Linked DNA regions of Sus scrofa: region 1 is linked to region 2. Evidence: chromatin contacts called from public HiChIP or PLAC-seq data. All regions are on one chromosome and are shown on one strand. The core of a region is the stretch at or near the end of the contact, and the rest is flanking DNA. Distances in the headings are between cores, read along the strand shown. Region 1 holds the start of ATP2A1 (ATPase sarcoplasmic/endoplasmic reticulum Ca2+ transporting 1). Region 2 holds the start of MYLPF (myosin light chain, phosphorylatable, fast skeletal muscle).

Evidence for each region. HiChIP or PLAC-seq counts read pairs in DNA pulled down with a chosen protein or histone mark.
Region 1: an H3K27ac HiChIP or PLAC-seq map of skeletal muscle shows a contact between it and region 2, with 5 times the contacts expected there. The contact joins the promoter of ATP2A1 here to the promoter of MYLPF in region 2. A contact is called at or near these places in 2 of 2 datasets of contacts at active chromatin or transcription factors (alveolar macrophages and skeletal muscle).

What each region holds. Positions count from the first base shown.
Region 1 is chr3:18,546,614-18,549,313 of Sscrofa11.1, reverse strand. ATP2A1 (ATPase sarcoplasmic/endoplasmic reticulum Ca2+ transporting 1) reads right to left here and starts at 1,321. Exons shown (of 23, transcript NM_001204393.1): 1 at 1,026-1,321; 2 at 677-694; 3 at 245-327. The coding sequence starts at 1,143.
Region 2 is chr3:17,939,691-17,942,390 of Sscrofa11.1, reverse strand. It overlaps MYLPF (myosin light chain, phosphorylatable, fast skeletal muscle), which reads left to right and starts at 1,320. Exons shown (of 7, transcript NM_001006592.1): 1 at 1,320-1,378; 2 at 2,210-2,302; 3 at 2,562-2,637. The coding sequence starts at 1,376.

The sequences.
Region 1 (2,700 bases), core at 72-2,571, 610 kb before region 2:
TAGCTTCAATGTTTTGGCTGAGAACACCCTAAAGCTTAAAATAAAACCTGCCTGTGGGGTGTGGGGGAGGACAGAGGAATATGCAAATCAGCGTCACCCCACCTCTCTCGGTTCTGGTCTGGAGAATAGGATGCTGAAGGCTCGGACTAGAGGAACCCATGATTTGGAGCCGGTCGCCAGCAGACTCTCCAGATCCCCCCAACCCACAGCCCCAGCCAGCCCCCAGAGGCCCTCCCACACTTACAAAGGAAATGCAGGCGGCCAGGAGAAGGATCCGCACTAGGAGGTCTTCAAACTGCTCTATCACCAGCTCCCACAGGGACTTCCCTGGGGGAAGAAGCAAGGGGAGGGAGCCCTCGGGGTTAAGGTCTAACAGATGACCGGCTGGGACTCTGGGTGCAGGCTGGGATCCAGCCTGGAGCAGAAAGGGTCTGTGGTGATGGGCAGGCCATTTGATGCTGAGAAAAGGGCTGAGGGAACAGGCCAGGAGTCCAAAAACAGGCTCCTCCAAGGAGTGGGCAGTTGTTCAAGGGCTGGATGCCTCAAGGAGAAAGTGCCCGGAAACTTCTGCCCCGGGCCAGGCTCTAACCTTTGGGGAGGAACATTTGTCCCAGGAGTCAGAAGGAGAGGGCAGGAAGAAGGGAGTGGGGCACAGAGGGGAAGAGGTGGAACTTACCTTCCTCAGCAGGGAGCTCTGCCCAGAGAGAAAGAAGAAAAGGACACATTCATTTGGCATTCAGTGCAATGCCGCCCGCACCCAGGACTTTGTGGCTAAGGTAAGAGAATCAGGCCACCAAAAGGGCAGCTGAGGTTCACCAAGGTTATCCATAGAACTTCTCCAATCTCTGGGTCTCAGGGACCCTGTTTTCTCAGTATCCTCCCCTCCCCTGCAGTCATTGGTCCATGACCTGTCTCCTCCCTAGGATCCCCTGGAGCGCAAGGCCCTGGTGTGTGAGTGTGAGTCCATGTGTGTGTTGTGCAGATGCGGGAGGGCACGACCGGCCTCTCCTGCAAGGGACACTTACCATTGTGGCCGTATTTCTCCAGATGCCGCTTAACTTGGTCCGGGGTGAGGCCTGTGGTCTCGCTCACCCCAAAATAGGCCAAACATTCTTCTGTGGTCTTGGAGTGTGCAGCCTCCATGGTGCTCCCTTCCTGGGGGCCAGGGGGCGGTCTGTTCCTTCTGGGGGGGTTTCCTCACGCGTGGGGGGCCTTCCTCAGTGTGTCCACCTGCCTGTCCGTCTGGGTTTCTTCCTCTCTCTCTCCTACCCCCCCCAGCTTATTCTTCCCTCCACGAAGCTCTGACCCCAGTCCCACTTGCAGCAGCCGGCCACCCCCCCCAGCCCCCAGCTGGTCCTTATGAGGGAGTGGGGGGGGCAGGCTCCCCCCTCCCCCAGATCAGGGATTGGCTGGCTGAGACTCCAGCAGGAGGGGTCAGAAGAGAGAGATATTTCTGCTGACAGAGGGGGAACAGTGGGGCTGCAGCCTGAGATGTCACTCATGAGGGAAGCTAAGGTGGCCCCAGCCCCAGGGAAGGGGGGGGGTAGGGAGAGACTTCGCTTTCTGTCTTCAGGGGTGAGCCCTCCTGAAATTGCCTCGACTTCTTCAGCTGCACTGAACTTCCTATTCCAACCTCCCCCTCTCCCCTTCTTAAGGCCACGTCTCCTCTCAGGCCTTCATCTCTCATTTTCCTGCGCTCCCTCCTTCAACCCCCCACCCCCACCCCGCTGCCTCATCCTCTCTGAACCTGTTCCTACAGCCACAGTCTCCTCCTTCCTTAGTTTGTGGAAAAGGCAGCAGAGATACTCCAACCCTCCAGGACTTGAAAAGAGGGAGAACATCCTTTGGGGGTGAGAGGAAGTGGCTCTAGAGGGACCAGGGGAAGGAAGGAGGGGAGAGGGTCAGGGGACAGGGCAGAAGATGGTAACCCTACCCTAGGGAGGGCTTGCTGCAGCCATCAACAAGGGATTTAGTGTCCAGGCCCTGGTGACCAAAGCCAGGACGGCCTGTCTCTCCCCCAACCCCCCCCCCACGCCCCATTGCTCTAAGTCAGCCTCTGGGAACGGAGCCTTTGGGCCCCCCCATCCCTGACAGGGAATCCCCCCCCTACCAAGAAAATGGGATACCCAGACAGCCGGGTAATCCAAGAGCCTACAGAATGTGCTGATGGCAGAGGGGGAGGGATCAATGTTTCCGAATGGGGGCAGGGGTCACCCTAAGTCACAGAATGAGGGTCACCTCATCCCACCCCAGGCAGTCTTTGAAATGCGGGGTTTACGTGGCAGACCCCAGGTGGCGTAGCTGTGCTAGCAGACAGCGAGCGAGGACCAGCGCTGCATGCTCAGGTGCTGGGCACACCCCGTGGGCAGAGGCCGGAGGAAAGGGGCATCATGGCAAGGGGCCCCTGGGGGAGGGGGTAAAGCAGAGGCTCCAGACTAGAGGAATGGCCGGCAGGCAGATTGATGGGGACAGGTCTAGGGGAAATAAGGACAGACAGAGCAGGGGGCAGAGAGACGGGGCCGCGAGGGTCAGAGGGAAGTCTGAGGAGCGGTGGGGAAAAGGGACGGCAGGGAGCTGGCATGTGGCAGCCAGGTGGGTGGGGGCCCAGGGCTGGGTGCAAAGCCACAAGTTGTTGCTGAACGGCTGGCCTGGGTATCAGCTTCCTCGGAGAAGCAGCTGCTCTAACGCCAGCCCCACCCC
Region 2 (2,700 bases), core at 71-2,570:
AGTTCCTCTTGCCTCTGCTCAGGCCCCATCACAGTTTTGTTGAGCAAAAGACTTCTGATCTTTCACTTCTCCAGGCCTTTACCCATCCATGCCCTCTGCTTAGCATGCCTGCTCCTCCACCTTCACCTGCACCTTTTTTTTTTTTTTGCTTCTTAGGGCCACACCCAGCATGTGGAAGTTCCCAGGCTAGGGGTAGAACTGGAGCTGCAGCCACCAGCCTACACCACAGCCACAGCAACGCAGGATCCGAGCCGCATCTGTGACCTACACCACAGCTCATGGCAACACCGGATCCTTAACCCACTGAGCGAGGTCAGGGATGGAACCCGCATCCTCATGGATACGAGTCAGGTTTGTTTCCACTGCAGCACAGCAGGAACTCCTCCCCACTTTCACCTGACTCGCTTCTACTGGCCTTCATAAAGTCATTTCCTAGACAGGGCTGTGATGCCCTATCCTTCTGTCCTCCTGACCAGCTGGGTTGGGATGTCTCCATGGCTAGACTATAATTTCCACCAAGGCAGGGCTTGGATATTAATTACAAGGATGAAACTTCACTAACTGTTTCCAAATAGTGTTCACATCCCCAAGTTCTTTGGCATGGGAATTTCACCCCCATTTCATAGAAGAGGAAACCAAGGCCCAGGGAGTTGTAGTACCAAGTCCAAGGTCATAGAGCAGGTTCTCTGCTCCAGCCTGTCTAGTGCCTCCATATCTAGTGATTCTATGCCCCAAATCTTTCCTCACAAAATCCCCCCAAAAGGGGATATAGAAGAACCTTCTGATCCCCAGCTTCCCCAGACAGCTCTCACTCACCTTGAACCTCTGTCACTAGCCTCACGCATATTATACTCTTGACTGTGAACTCTGTGATGGGGGTGGGGGGAGGCTGTGTTTGCCGAATCGTACCCGTTAAGCACAGACCCATGCCTTGCAGGCTCTGGGTGTTCAGCAAAATGTCCTGGGTTTCCATGTGAGTCCACCTCAGGCAGGGGTACAGGGGCCTGTTTCCTCTCTCTCCTAGTAGTCTGTCTCAGCCTGGGCCCTCTCTGAACTCTGGCACCTTCCAGCCCCCCCCCCCCTTTGGGAGAAAGAACATCCCTTCCTGCCCAGGTCCGAGTGAGACATGCATCCCAAGATTCACTCTCTCCTCCCTCCCTCCCTGGGCTCCAGCTGCTGCCGGCCCTCCAAGAAAGGAGAGGCTCTGAGCTGGGCTATTTTGGTATCTGGGGTGGGCACCCACAGGGCTAAGGTTACCCTGGTATGTTAAGGGCTCCCTGGGGCAGGACTATATAACTCCAGAGGGACCGCCCCAGGCTGACTCTCTGCTCCTTTCCAGCCAGAGCCACTGCCTTGCCCCCAGGAGACTTAAGACATGGTGAGTGAGAACCCCCAGCCCCTGCCCAGATCCCTCAGGAACCTTATCCTTTGAAAGGAGCTGGTGCCCAGTCCAGCAAGAGGAAAAAAGATGAATCTTCCCTCCCTTGGTATCACTAATGGGAAAGGTACAGAATGATGCCCTAAAGGACCCAACCAAGGATAATCTGCCCAGACACTCCACTCTCAGGAGCCCAGTGCCCCTCAAAGCTTGATCCATACCTTCCTGCCCTCCGTCTTCTGAAAAACCCCTGCAATCAACCAGGCAAGAACACCCGCTCCTTTTTTTTTTTTTTTTCTTTGTCTTTTTAGGGCCATACCTTCAGCATATGGAGGTTCCCAGGCTAGGAGTCAAATTGGAGCTGCAGCTGCCAGCCCACACCACAGCCACAGCAATGCCAGATCCTTAACCCACCACGCAAGGCCAGGGATCAAACCCTCGACCTCATGGATACTAGTCAGGTTCATTACTGCTGAGCCACAATGGGAACTCCCTTCACTCCCATTTCGTAAATGAGAAACTAGAGGTTTAAACAGGGTGATGAGTGAATCTGGGTCACACAGCAAGTCTAGGACTTGGATGAGCCAGGCTCCGGGCACCGAGAAGGGGAGGGACCTCCCACCTGTTGGGTAGAGTGGAAGGCTATGAATAGGAATTTGAGGCTACAACTGAAGCAATTCCCCTCAGCAGAGAGGTCGTAGGAAGGGGATGCCTGGAGCCAGAAGAGTTACTTTAAAAGAGTGGACTCGGAGAACGCTGAATCTAATCCATTGCCTCCAGAGAGGGGTAAGGATTGTCCACAAACTCCTTTGTCCGATCCTCATCCCTCAGGCACCCAAGAAGGCCAAGAGAAGGGCAGCGGCAGAAGGAAGCTCCAACGTCTTCTCCATGTTCGATCAGACTCAGATCCAGGAGTTCAAGGAGGTGAGTGCGGGGAGAAGGGAGACTGGAGGCTGACCAAAGGCACCCACTGCTACTCTGCCCCCCGCCCCCCAACCCCCACCCCCTGGAATGTGCACCTGTTTAGGGGGAGGGGGAGGGTTTAGAATTCCTTGCTCTCTGCCCTGCTTGGCGTCTGAGGAGGACGGCTGGCTGGGGGCCAGAGTCTTGGAATCTGATCTGCCTGGAGTAAGGATGCTGAAGCCTGTCCATGCGGGACCTAACCTCTCCCTGCCCTCCACAGGCCTTCACAGTAATTGACCAGAACCGTGATGGCATTATTGACAAGGAAGACCTTCGGGACACCTTCGCAGCCATGGGTGAGCCCCCAACGCCCCCAGTAAAGATTCAAGGCTGCAGAGTCCTGGGAATTCAGCAGCCTT